Linked DNA regions of Zea mays: region 1 is linked to region 2. The links are chromatin contacts, called in public Hi-C maps. All regions are on one chromosome and are shown on one strand. Each heading gives the region's core, a stretch centred on a gene start, on an enhancer-like site or on the middle of the called end of the contact. The rest is flanking DNA. Distances are from core to core; before and after follow the strand shown.

Evidence for each region. A called contact is a pair of places that touch in the nucleus more often than the background predicts.
Region 1: a Hi-C map of endosperm shows a contact between it and region 2, with 2.9 times the contacts expected there. The contact joins the enhancer-like site here to the promoter of LOC103637069 in region 2. A contact is called at or near these places in 2 of 25 Hi-C or Micro-C datasets (endosperm and tassel).

What each region holds. Positions count from the first base shown.
Region 1 is chr8:86,032,578-86,039,623 of Zm-B73-REFERENCE-NAM-5.0, forward strand. No RefSeq gene overlaps it. Among protein-coding and RNA genes, the nearest start is that of LOC103635497, 20 kb to the right of the region's middle. Within about 2 kb of position 3,019, at least 19 of the 20 cell types and tissues checked have an H3K27ac peak or open chromatin away from gene starts, as enhancers often do. A contact at or near this core is called in endosperm and tassel, where this site is marked.
Region 2 is chr8:85,640,983-85,648,317 of Zm-B73-REFERENCE-NAM-5.0, forward strand. LOC103637069 (mucin-1) reads right to left here and starts at 3,291. Exons shown (of 2, transcript XM_020543034.1): 1 at 3,220-3,291; 2 at 839-2,909. The coding sequence starts at 3,291. The coding sequence ends at 2,211.

The DNA.
Region 1 (7,046 bases), core at 1,769-4,268, 390 kb after region 2:
TTAGCGCATGTATGAGATGCACCCGGCTTTGTCCCTTAAAACCGGGTGTGACAAGCAAGAACCTTGCAGCAGCAGCAATCTTGCTCCGAACCATTCAAGAACCATCGACCACCGAGGATCGTCGAATCCACGGTGAGATCAGGAGACTTCTGGAGTGCGCTGCAGTCCAATAGGTCGAGAGCTCCGCCTCTCGGCTTTGGGAGCCCGCCTCGGAACAACGAGCGGGGCCCTCTCACCAAGAGAGAGAGGCCTCGGTCCATCCCAAGCCCTCAAAGGAAAAAGCCCCCATGGTCCGGGACCGCCTCCTCGACAATCGCCAGAACCATGGTGTTCACGACCGCCTCGATGGATGGCTACACCATGATGACCGACGATATGCCACACATGGCTACCACCCTCGGTGGGGTGGTCACTACGACACTGGGGAAGATTGAAGCCCCTCGCCCAAGCCACCAGGTCCATAGGTCTTCAGCCGAGCCATCTGCAGGGCACCATTCCCAGCCTGATTCTGAGCCTCGACTACTATCACCAAGTACTCAGGGGACACCAAGCAAGAGCTATGGCTCGCTGACTACCGTCTGGCCTGTCGGCTCGGAGGGATGAGTGATGACAACCTCATCATTCACAACATGTTGCTCTTTCTGTTCGACTCTTCTCGAGCATGGCTTGAGCACCTCCCACCAACCCAAATCCATGACAAGGAAGACATGGTCAGGATTTTTTGGCGGAATTTCTAGGGCACATTTTCCTCCCTCTGAAGGCCTCTGACGAAGTGGGGGTGGCTAACCTAGTGGTTGTATAAATTCTGGCCATCTCAGCACGAAGTTCTACCTGAAGAGTTTTATCTGAAGCTCATTCTAAAAGTGGTATTCAGCGGAAAGATTTAGACTCAAAGAAAAAATATGTAGCAGGTAGGTGGAGCACAGTAAATGTAGCCCTACCTCAACACGCTCTCCCGTTTTTATACTAAGAAACCAGCGCGAGGCGCAAAAAGATTGCGCGCGCGTGAGAAGCTGTGTCTTCACCTTCTCGTTGTCCAGTGGACGTGGACATACTTCTATTTATGCTGAATTACTTGTTTTTGTCACTTTCATTAACGAGCCCGAGAAGGTGTTTTTTGGACCTTCGGCGCAAGGCCTCCCTGATATGTTTCACGATTTGAGCTCGTTATGAAAACAGTGTTATTTCGCGAGGGGATATAGTTGGGGGAGAGCCTTCATCGTTCAAGGTCTACAAGTTATTGACTTCATCATAAAAAGCAAGTTTTATAGTCTTCACCTTCGTCACCAAATCAAAGCTAACACCTGGGACGAAGCTAAGAAGTTTAAGTTCGCAAACCGCTTGCCACACCAAGGTTTTAGGGACACGGGCGCGAAAATAATCACCAAGTGTGCGAGGAACAAGTCTTACACATATGATGACTCATGGTACAGAAACGAATGTCACAACATTAATATATAACGAATTTCTATACAAAATAGTTAAATAATTACATCATATGAAGACAACGATCCAGCAACCCAATGTTGACTAGGAGACGACGTCCAAGACTTCTCACGAACACATCGCTCCATCCTTCATGCGCCTCATCCTGCGGTACCTGTTCTTGACCTAAGGGAATATGAGTAGAGCAAGGGTGAGCTCACATATGTTCATCGCTCAACAAGTTGTGGGGAATAATGTGCATGAACTCAGCAAAGGTGGGAGCTCATGTGAAGTGTAAGGCTTACCAAAGAAGATGGTTAAAGTTGAGCATAGCTTTTAAAGTTGGTTAAAATTTTATTAGCAGTTACTAACTGTAAGTAGATATCAGCCCAATTAAATATGTTATCAAAATTGATAACAACACCCACAATGCAATGCATATGACAAGTTAAGTTTAGTTCCATAAATTACTCATGTGAGGGTCCAAGCCGCTCATGACCGTGAGCATGGCTGATATACCATTTTTACACTCTGCAGAGGTTGCGCATCTTTACCCACAAGTCGTGCTACCCAATTGCCAAGGGTTTGAGTAGACCCCATACACCTCTACCAAGGAAGCGAAGCAGGGTACCACTACGAGGCCTTTACAAAGTTCCACTGGCTTCAGAAAACCCGCTACAGTTTCTAGGAAGCGTAGTTTAGGAATCCCCAGTCTGGATAGCCATCGCACCAAAATCAGCCTTAGAACCTCCCTATACCGACCACTCCCCTATTTTCCTTGCCCCTTTTAGGTAAGGTAGTCCTCCACTAGCTTTTCTAATTAGTCAGGCAAGGGCGTCCCATACCACCCCTGTGGTAGCACTGTTTTCCTAGGTGGTCGCTCCATGTTCCAATTAACAATATGATCTTATCATGAACAATGATTAAACTACAACATAACTGGAACATGATCATAATGAAACATTAATTTCCCAAAACCAGGTAGAGCAATAGCAAATCTACCCAATAATTCATCTGTTTGCAAGGTGGGGGAAACAATGCTAGGGAAACCTATTAAGTCCCATCAAATTAACATGAGCATATCACAGTGATTAACAGCGAACATTATTAGGTAAAAAGGAGTGATCAAGGGCACAACTTGCCTGAGACTCGAGATTCCATGCACAAGGATGGTCTTCAGATTCTCATGACCTCACTGCTATTCGTAGCAATACAAACAGACAGGGTATAGGCAAAATTAACATCACACAAAACATAAGCACAAACTACATAATAATATTCTATGTGTCGCTACGAGATCGTGGGTTCGAGAACCACTAAATTCGAAGCTACGGTTATGAATAAGCCGAGGGGCTCGTTTGCAATTGCGCTGGGTCGAAGGGGTATCTGACGATTTCGGCTGTTAGATTCAAAATCAAGGGCTCTTGTTAGATCGTTATTTAAAACGAAATGGCAAGCAATTGTGATCGTAGGATCGTGGATCAGTGGTCCGAAATTCACCCACGACACGTGTTGGCCCCAACCCTAGGATCATGGAGCAACGTCATGGATCAAAGGGGCCAGCCGATATCTACCAGATCTAATCACGTTCGTTCCTTCCACGATCGACGGTCCCGAGTGCTTTCTTCCCCCAGCTAGCGCCCAGGTTGCGGCGCCCCGATCCCCACGGCGCCGAGCATCACACCGGCGCAGGCCAATCTTGCTACCCTCCTGACCACTCCCCCAACCACTCGGTGAAAACAGAGCGAGCATGAAGGCAAACATCAGGGAACGTTTCTTACTAGCAATCGAGGCAGTGTCTAGTCCGACCACGCAACATGGCGGGTCCGCGGCGGCACAACACCGATGGAAGTCCCCCATTCCCTGGGACCGAACCCAAGTTCTACTGGTGGCAATGCGCTTCAGAGAGTATGGAGGAACTATGGGGAGAGGACTCACCAATCATGGTTCTGTGGCGCAGCCGGTTCACAACGATGAATTTCTCTCTCACCCTACCTACACGGACGGCAATGGTGCAAGGTTGGGGCGCATCGTTTAGCTCTTTTTAACATAAGGAGGCATAGGAGGCTCGTATATATATTCTCAACACTGAGAGCTCCAACAAAATTCGTTACAACTACTAGGAGACGATCTCGGCGGCGGATTTGGTCCCTGGCTTTGTTTCGGTGCTAGCATTTGTATCCATCGTGAGGTTGAGGGTGACCCTGGCAATGGGACCCACCTGGAAGTGACTTATTTCCAGCGTCGGCGGACGTGGGGGAGGAAAGGGTTGGCCAAAGGGGCCCGCAGGTCAGCACACAGGTGACCCAAATTGGCCTGGCGTATCATAAAAGGGAAAGATGGGCCGGTGCGGAAGAGATGGGAAGTGGGCCGACTGTGTGGTGGCCCAAGGCGGTGAGGTTTCCCCCATTTTCTTTTATGTTTTCTATTTTCTATTCCATGATTCCTTCCTATTTAGAAATTTGAATATACTTTCAAAATTTCAAACTTAAATTAAATATACAAACCAAAAAAACTCAGCATGAATGCAAGGTATGTATTATTTTATTCCTTTATTTAGACAATTATGTTAAGTATGCAATGCGCACAAAAGAAAATAAATCACATTTTTAAATCAAAATTTGAAAACCCTTTTTCTAGAGTTTATACTTCATTGTAAAAAATAAAACCTGATGTTTGGTCAAATTATTAGTGCCCTCATTCCTAAATTTTAATCAAATCTAATGCCTTATAAATTCCCATTAGTCATGTTGATATAATTTTTTTGAAGTTAAATATTTTAGAGGAAGCAAGGATAGCTCTTATATGGGAATTTGGCTTCTAATCTATCATTAGAAAACATGGTTATCAACAAATTGGAAGAATTCTAACTAATCTTTAAAATCAAGATTTTATCGTGTTACAAATTCTATCCCCTTAAAAATAATCTCGTCCTCGAGATTACTAAAAGGGATACATTTAGTTTGGTTTTTTTGTTCCAGTACATTTTTTGTTTAGGCTCTTCAATGGGTATCTTCCATGCCTAGCTGCTTATTAGGTAAGATATGGTTAGAGCAAGTCTAGAATGAGGTAAGAAGGATTTAGGGTAGAAAAAATTTTATCCCGGATGGTGGATCTTGACTCATCTGATGTTCTAGCTTGGCTTTTGAAGACTTGAGTTGGTGCTCATTCTCTCTTGACGAGGTCGACTATATCTTCTCCGGTCTTGGTGTCTCCATCTGAGCTAAGGACATATGGTTAGGATAGTTGTGAGTAGGATATACTACATTAAGTAGGTCGAGCTCTCGTTTGATGTTAGGTTGGAATGGATGGTCATCATAAACATGTTGGTTAGTTTGTTTGTTCATGGCCAAGTTTGTCTAAGGCACCAATTTAGTTTAAAATGGGTTTATAGGAGTAGGATCTAATTTATTTCACCACTATTAACTTGTTAAGTGACTAACCTTCGATTAGGTCGTATTTAGATTAGATGGGATCTAGATTAGTTTGGCATGACTAGATTTCACAAGATAAGATATAATTAATTTATTTTGGACTAGATCATGGTTGTTGCTCTAGGAGAGAATAAGCAAAGTGGTTAGGATAAGATAAGATAGAATCTTTCAAGATAAGAATGGATCTATGAAGCTAGATATATTTTAATGAGTAATAATATAGGTTGTCTAATTATCTTATGAACACTTTTTGTGCTTATATGTATATGCAGATGCAATTGTGGTCATTACTCCACAACACCTCACACTCAATCAAAGAATCGAATCAAGGAGTTGTCATAAGAACAAACACTCAAGCATATAAATATTTGCAAAAATAGTTTTGATTTGGTTCCTAAGATTAGGTCTCCTATTCCTAAAGGTCACTTTAGGTACAGAATTTCAAAGTGTGAAATGCACTTTTGTCCTTAGACGAGAAAAGGTAAGAGTAATCAGAGTAAAGCAGCAGTAGATGAGAAAAGTTTAAGAAAAGTTTAGAAAGAATCAGAGTAGCAAAGGTAAGTAGGTAAGGATTATCCAGTTCTATCTAGATTATGTCCTACAGTCAACATTCCTCTGATACCACTTCAGTCACACCCAGGTTTTAGGGACACGGGCGCGAAAATAATCACCATGTGTGTTAGGAACAAGTCTTACACATATGATGACTCATGGTACAGAAACGAATATCACAACATTAATATATAACGGATTTCTGTACAAAATAGTAAAATAATTACATCATATGAAGACAATGATCCAGCAACCCAAAGTTGACTGGGAGACGACGGCCTAGACTTCTCACGAATACATCGCACCATCCTTCATGCGCCTCATTCTGCGGTACATATTCTTGACCTGGGGGATGTGAGTACAGCAAGGGTGAGCTCACATACGTTCATCGCTCAACAAGTTGTGGGGAATATTGTGCATGAACTCACCAAAGGTGGGATCTCATGTGAAGTGTAAGGCTTACCAAAGAAGATGTTTAAAGCTGAGCATAGCTTTTAAAGTTGGTCAAAATTTTACTAGCAGTTACTAAGTGTAAGTAGATACCGACGCAATTAAATATGTTATCAAAATTGATAAAAACACCCACAATACAATGCATATGACAAATTAGGTTTAGTTCCATAAATTACTCATGTGAGGGTCCGAGCCGCTCGTGACCGTGAGCACGGATGATATACCAATTTTACACTCTGCAGAGGTTGTGCATCTTTACCCTTAAGTCGTGCTACCCAATTGCCAAGGGGTTGATCAGACCCCATACACCTCTACTAAGGAAGCGAGGCAGGGTACCACTACGAGGCCTTTACAAAGTTCCACTAGCTTCAGAAAACCCGCTACAGTTTCTAGGAAGCGCAGTATAGGAATCCCCCGTCTGGATAGCCATCACAGCAAAATCAGCCTTAGAACCTCCCTATACAGACCATTCCTCTACTGCCCTTGCCCCTTTCGGGTAAGGTAGTCCTCCACTAGCTTTCCTAATTAGTCAGCCAAGGGCGTCCCATACCACCTTTTGTGGTAGCACTGTTTTCTTGGGTGGTCGCTCCATGTTCCAATTAACAATATGATCCTATCATGAACAATAATTAAATAACAACATAATTGGAACATGATCATAATGAAACATTAGTTTCCCAAAACTAGGTAGAGCAATAGCAAATCTACCCAATAATTCATCTGTTTGCAAGGTGGGGGAAAACAATGCTAGGGAAACCTATTAGATCCCATCAAATTAACCTGAGCATGTCACAGTGATTAACCGTGAACATTATTAGGTAAAAAGGAGTGACCAAGGGCACAACTTGTCTGAGACTCGAGATTCCAGCACGAGGATGGTCTTCAGATTCTCGTGACCTCACTGCTATTCGTAGCAATACAAACAAACATGGTATAGGCAAAATTAACATCACACCAAACATAAGCACAAACTGTATAATAATATTCTACGTGTCGCTACGAGATCGTGGGTTCGAGAACCACTGAATTCGGAGCTATGGTTATAAAGTTATGATTTTCTGAAGATTTACGTGTTTAATATAGAATAGACTAAGTGCATAATTTAAATCTATGTTTCATAACAAACTAAGGTTACAAGATGATAAACAATATTATTATGAATTTAATGCAACTAGACTGGAC
Region 2 (7,335 bases), core at 2,041-4,540:
TGGCAAAACGGCTTATAGGTTGTTTTTCAGAAAGACCCTTGTATAGTTTATCTCTCATGTACGTGGCTAGGGATTGAGGGCAGGACCAAAAAAATAATTTGGACTGGTGGGAGGGCTATTGTGCAAAAATGACGTGAGCTGAAGCCGAGTGAGGCACTTTTTTTGGCTCATGCCCTTTAGTTCATTTTGGAAAAGCACTTCACTTGTGAAGCCATTTGAAAAAGAGGTGTTTGGCATAACTTTTGCATGAGCCAGAGCCGAAGCTGAAAAATAAGCCCTACCAAAGGGGCCCTCAATATCACCTTCGCTTGCATGGGCCCTGCACATGAGGGAGCCAAAACCAAAAAAATTGACCATGGCAGAAGCCTGCCGCCCATGCTCTCCTAGCTCCCGATATGCCCAAAGTTGACACCACTCTATCGTCTAATGTGCTCTGTCTAATGGGATATAAAGCCCTGCATGCTCTGCAAGATGTTTCCATGCATATAGATGAATTTCACAAACTATTAGCAATGCTCACAAGGAAGGATTTTTCCAACGGTTATTTGCATATATAATTTACCTGTTTTTTCTATTATTAAAAAGGAAAAAGAATAGCCAAAGTGCCATCCAGGCAGGTGTGATTGTGCGCCTGCTTTATGCATTCAACACAGTTAGTCAGTGTGCATATAACTTTCTGCTGGGGTATTTGCAAATAACATGTAAACATATAGGTTACATGAAAAATACCAGCAAACAACATATTTAACCTTGTTTTTTTGCTGACCAAATTATATAGCCTTATTTTCACAGGAAGAAACATGGGTAATAAACTACACTTTGGAACCACATGCAAGACTGTACCAACAAGAACTTAAAGTGAATATATTTGTGGTCACTAATCTTATAAGATAGGCGTGATTGCTTAGAATATTAACACTGACATGAACATCAACCCAAACACCGTGCAAGCATGTGGAGGGTGTAGAACGAGATAGTAAGAAGGAAGACACCATTTTCCACAGAGAGACAAAGCACGGGGACGACAGTTACAGACGGATCCACGATGTCAGGGGAGAGGGAAATTGGAGAGTTGGAAGCAGTGGGACCGCTGTACCTCGGGTGCCATCGCGGAAGGCCTTGGAGACATGCTTGGGTGTCCAGCACAGGCCCTCATGGCGGTCGTCCTCGTCAAGCCCCAACACCAGCCGCCCGATGGCCAGTGGCGTCCTGTCGTAGCTGTACCACCAGGGCGTGGAGGTCGACGCGCTGGTGCGGGTCGAGGTGCGTGCGTTGCGTCACAGTAAATCCTTTGTTCGTCGACGGACACGGTGTCTCTGAGAGTTTTTTTGGAACGGAGGTATCCCATGTCTAGGCTTCGTAAAATTATTATCCCGAACCAAGCAATTGCATTTCTAGTATTATAACACCCACAACTTTGGTATTTTGTGCTTCTCGCCAGATTTAACCACTGTCGAGCATCATCAGCCATAACCGGAGCTCAGTAACGAAGGAGGTGGCCCTATGATCGCCTACCCCGTTTTTCAAAACGACCCGAGTCCTTCTCTGCCGCCCGATCCGATGCGCTGGATCGCCGACGACCGGCTCCCTGTCCGGTAGCTTCTTGCCGATTTCCGGCACTGGTGCGTCGCCGGAGATGGGAAGTACCGCTTGCTCACCTACCTGGATCTCAGTCGAAATAACCATTAATAGCCGAATACTCAACTACCTGAACCTGTCCCGGAACCACCTTGGTGGAGAAATATCGGCAACCATTGCTGCAATGCAGAGCCTTACGGCCATAGACTTCTCCTACAATAACCTGTCTGGGCTCGTGCTAGCGACTGGGCCATGATGCACACACCTACGATGGCATGTCCAATACCTTCAAGTTGCTAATTGTCCTTGGCTTGCTTGTCTGCTCCATTGCGTTTGTTGCATGGCAATCTTGAAGGCCCGATTACTAAAGAAGGCCAGCGAGGCACACAGTTGGAGACTCACTGCGTTCCAGCGCCTAGACAGTCTGAAGGAGGAGAGGAGCTAGGATTGTGTACAAGATGACGACAATGCTGGATGGTGAGCATGTTGCAGACTTGCAGTGAAGCGGCTTTCGTCGATGAGCCGTGGCTCGTCGCATGACCATGGGTTCTCTGCAGAGAAACAAACTCTTGGGAGGATCCGGTGGTAGCGCATCTTCACGCCCGACCAGTGCTCACGGCTGTGCTGCCGCTCTACGTTGCCATGATGCTGGACCGTGAGCCAGCCGTGGGCCGCGCGACGGAGGCTCGGCTCCGCGCCGCGGAGGCAGAGCTGGAGCGCGCCCGCCGCCGCGGCGCGGATCTGGAGGAGCGGCTCCGGCAGCTGGCCGGGGAGGGCCAGGCGTGGCTGGGCGTCGCCAGGAGCCACGAGGCCGTCGCCGCTGGCCTCCGCGCCACGCTCGACAAGGTGCTCCAGCAGCCCGCCGTCGCCGCTGCCGGCGGAGGAGAATGCGGCGTGGCGGAGGACGCGCAGTCCTGCTGCTTCGTGGCATCCCCGTCGGGGCTCGTCGCCGGCGACGCGGTGTCGACGGGTTCGTCGCCGTCGTGCAAGGCCTGCGGCGTCGTTTTGCTCATCATCATCGCATGCGGAAGCGACGGCCGCGAGGTGGGCCTGCTCGAGCGCTCCCATGGCGGTAGATGCACCCATCTCAGAAACGAGATTAGATCTCGATTGATCCCTTGGCGACTTCGCGAGCCAGTCAGCAGCTTGGGGAGGAGAGAGAGAGTGCGTACAGGAGAGATGGGGGAGAGGAGATGGATCCCTGGCATCACGAACGCGCGCAGCGTGGGGGGAGCAGGGACGGGGAGGGGGCTAGGGGATGGGGGGTTGCAGATCCCCGGTATCACGGACGCGCGCAGCGTGGGGGAGCAGGGGCGGGGGCTGGACGACAGCTATTGCGCAGGGGTTTGCGGCGTGCTGCCGTGCGGTGCGGGAGGCCGTTGCTGGACGGGAGCGGGGGCAGTCTACAAATGGCTCTTAATAGTTGTAATGAAGCTGAGCATTGCATTTAATATGTTGGTCAAAATTTTATTAACAGTTACTAAGTATAGGTGTATACCATCCAATAAAATAAGAGATCACAATTATAATAAATCCCACAATGCAATGCATATGACAAATTAAATTTAATTCCATAAGTTACACATGTGAGTGTCCAAGATGTTCTTGACCGTGAGCACGACTGATATTCTAGTTTTGTACTCTGTAGAGGTTCACATCTTTACCCACAAGATGTGCTACCCATTTTCCAAGGGGCCTACAATTCCCATTCATCTCTACCGAGGAGACGAGGCAGAGTAGCACTACGAGGCCTTTCCAAAGTTACACTAGTTCGAGAAAACCCGCTACGGATTTAAGAAGAAGGAAGCATAGGAGTTCCTCGTTTGAAAAGCTTTACAAACAGTCCAACCCGAGGTCCTCCCTATACTCTATACTGACCCGCTCCTCGCTTGTCCCTTTTGGGTAAGGTAGTCTCTCCCTAGATTTTCTAATTACTTGGCCTAGGATGTCCTATTCCACCCTTGTGGTAGCACTGTTTTCCCAATTGGTTCTCCATGTTCTAGTTAACACAATAATCTTATCATGAATAGTAAATAATCCAGCAATAATGATAAAGTATGATCATGTTTCATTTAGCATTACTTCCCAAAACCAGGTACAACATAGCTAAACTACCAAATAATTCATTTACAAGCAAGGTGTGAGGTAAACAAAACTAGGGCAACCTATTAGGTCCCATCAAATTAACCTGAGCATGTCACAATAATTATAGAGAACATTGTTAGGTAAAGAAGAGTGGTCAAGGGCACAACTTGCCTTCTGCGAGCTTCTGCTCAGAATCTTCAACCTGATGTGCTCTGGGCTCCTCGGTCACTTGCTCGTCTACTCAAAATAGTAAAAAACATTGCATAGGAGAAATTAACATCACACCAAATATGAGAACACACTGCATAATAATGTTCTACGCGTTGCAACGAGATCGTAGATTCGAGAACCACTAAAATCGGAGTTACGGTTAAAAAGATATGTTTTTCCGTAGTTCTTAGGTGATTAAATGATAAAGATATATTCTATTAATATAAACCATATGAGCCATACAATCTAAAAAAATAACTAATTCAACTTTAATTATAACATGATTAAAGATCATATTTTAGTCAAATTATAGATGGATCAAGTTAATCATATTGACTGTGACTAGAAAAGTAAGTCCAATAAACATTGGGTTAACCAAATATTTAGTTATCTTTGAACACACTAAACAAATTTTGTTAATGTGTAGACAACTTTAATACGAAGCTAACACGACTAGAACGGTGGAAATTGAGGTTAAAACAGAGAAGTTATGCAATAAACAAGTTTTAGGTTGTTTTATTATAATTAATATACCTAAAATTCAATTCCCATGTTTGTTTAAATGAGATCAGGGCTGCGGTTTCTAATACCCGAGAGCTCAGGGTTCTGTTAACCAGATCTAGGACCAGTTTGTTATGGTTCTTAGAGGTAGAAGGCCTGCGTGTTGTTTCTACGAAAACCGAGGGACTCATTAGCGAATATAACACGACAGTATATACATGCGCGCTTTTATGGCTGTCAAATCAAGATTCGAGGATCCCTATATTTTACCCGAACATGTACGTGAAGGAGGTCACTGGATCTGAGATCCATGGCCCAGATTTAATCTTGAACCGCTATGTGACTGCGACCATAGGATCATAGATCAATGGCCCCAATTTTATTACACCCTCTCATCCGCCCATTCACAGATCAACGCTCAGGATTTATCGAGCCAAACAGGTAACAGTGCTCTAATCATGACCGTCGAACTCGAGATTGACGATCCCCACATCTCCTCCTCCTTACCGATGCTGTGCACAGGCGGCGGTGTTCTCAGCCCACGGCGGCGCCATCACCGGAAATCCCAACCTACACACTAGAGCTCTAAACTTCGATCCCAACGACGCTACACATAGAGGGGAAGTAAGCGAACTCGTATGAGAAATCTCACCAGGAACCGAGGCGTGATGTTCTCTACCCACGATGAGACGCGGCTCTGCGGTGGTGACGGCACTCCAACGACGAATCACGGTATCTTCGTCCACCAGACATGCACAGCAAGGGGTCAATTGCTTGAGCGTGACCTGATGAATCACCAGGACCAATTCCCCGAGGCTGAAAGCTAATGCAAAGGATTTCCAGGTGCGACGGCTTTCCCTATTATCCTCCTCCTCGCCATGATGGTGCTCCTAGGCGTGATTTATTTGTGATGCCGATGGGATGTAGGAGGGTCGTGGGACCCTATTTTTATAGCCTGGAGACCGGGGCGCACAACCGGTTTTGACCCTGAGTTTCCCGGCGGCCGTTGCAGCATCCCAGGTGTATGATTTCTGTTCAGGTTCAGTAAGGTGAGCGAAGGGGTCGACAGGAGTGTCCTGCTTGGCGGCGTCGGGGATCTATGTGCGTGTGGCAAGGGAGCCCTAGTCGAGCGGGCCTGGTTGCCAGACGGCCAGCGTGAGTCCGTGTGCGGACGAGATCACACGGAGAGTTTCCTGGGCCCGCGTGTCAGTGCCCTCTCGTTGAGTGAGCTAGCGCGGGAGGTGGGTCGATCAACGGGTTTTAGGCCCAAGTAGAGGTAAGGCTTTCTTTTTTTCTTTTTGTTTTCTTATTTCTTTTTCTTACTTTTTGTGTTTTATTCCTATTTCAAAATTTCAAACTCAAACTTGTATTACCAATTTAAATACAAATGCAACAATACAAGAACCAAGCATGCGATGCACATTTATTTTATTTATATAATTATCAGTTGTTTAAATCAAGCCTAATATTTAAATATGCAAAAAGAGAAAAAGTAATCACATAGACCCTCATAAATTCCATGACTTTATTATTTTTTATTCCTCCTAAATTTTGGGCACTACACAGTGCAGCACCAGTACACAGGCTCACAACCCATCTTTGGATTTCTTCATTCTTTCGCTTGGGCTTTTTTTGGTCTTGCGTCTTGGACTTTTGCTGAGTATTTGTTGATCTTCCTTCAATATTTTGGGTCTTCTTTTGAGGTGTTGCATCCTTAGAGTCTTAGTCCAATCCACTCCGCATCCTGTGAACTTCAAAACAAAAACATTTGGGGAACATTAGTCCACAAGGTTATGATGATCATCAAACACCAAAATTCCTAATCAAATGGGTCGAAGTCCATTTTCCTTACTATCTCTCGCCTTTTTGGTGATTGATGGCAACACAACCAAAACAAGCAAATATCAAATACTGAATTGAAATATGCACTCTTCTTGCTATGGATGCTTGTGCATAGGCAAGATGAAAGAGATGCCAAATTGAAAGCTATGAGGTCAATTTGAAATTAAGCATGTTCATGCATATGTAGCTAATCGCCATGTGAGATTATGGACTTAAGCGACCCCCTAACTCCATAATTCACACACCTCCTATCTAGGACTGAAACCAACAAGATAACCAATTGAAAGGATCAAAAAGTTAAAATTGGTGGGTTTTGGTATTTGATAACTTTGGTTTGCTTTGGACCATAAAATCCCCCTTTGAATCAAACATCGAAAAGTAAGACATATAAAGCATCCATGATGTAATTTAAAGACTTGCCCTCTAAAAAGAATTACTCCCCCTAAAAGAAAGTTCTCCCCATGTGGAAAAGTATTCTCTCCTTTTACAGAAAAGGACATACTCCCCCTATCGGAAAACCCTCTTTTTTAAGAAAAAGCACATGAATACAAGAGGAAACAAGACATGATTGAGATAGACTACCTCCCCCTAAAACTATGCATAGGTAAATGATAGAGGATATTATAGTGATAAGAAGCAATTAATAACATATGCATATATGGCATCATGGGGCATAAGATGAAAATAACATAGCATATTCAAATACTAGAGAAGACATGTAAATGATACCAATCGAAAGATTATAGCAATCAAATGGTTTGGACGATGGTATTCTTCTAGTGGAAGCATGTTGTCTTTCTCCGAGGACACCATTTTCCTTCAATGAGACTACTACACAAATTATAGGCTTAAAAAGTAGTGTTAGTCTCAAAGACTTATATTATAGAGTAACCTCCCCCTAAAAGTGTGCATACAAGTTTTGGAATACTTGTAGGAGACTTGCACTTTGATTTTGAGATCAAGAGCGACAAATCATCTATAATCCGTACTTTTGCACATATAATTTAAAATGACACCAATTGAAAGATATAACTTTAGAAACAAGCAATAGTGTCATCTATCTAGAAATTTTCATTAATCTATGTGTCGTGCTTTATTACACATTTTAAACCATGTAGA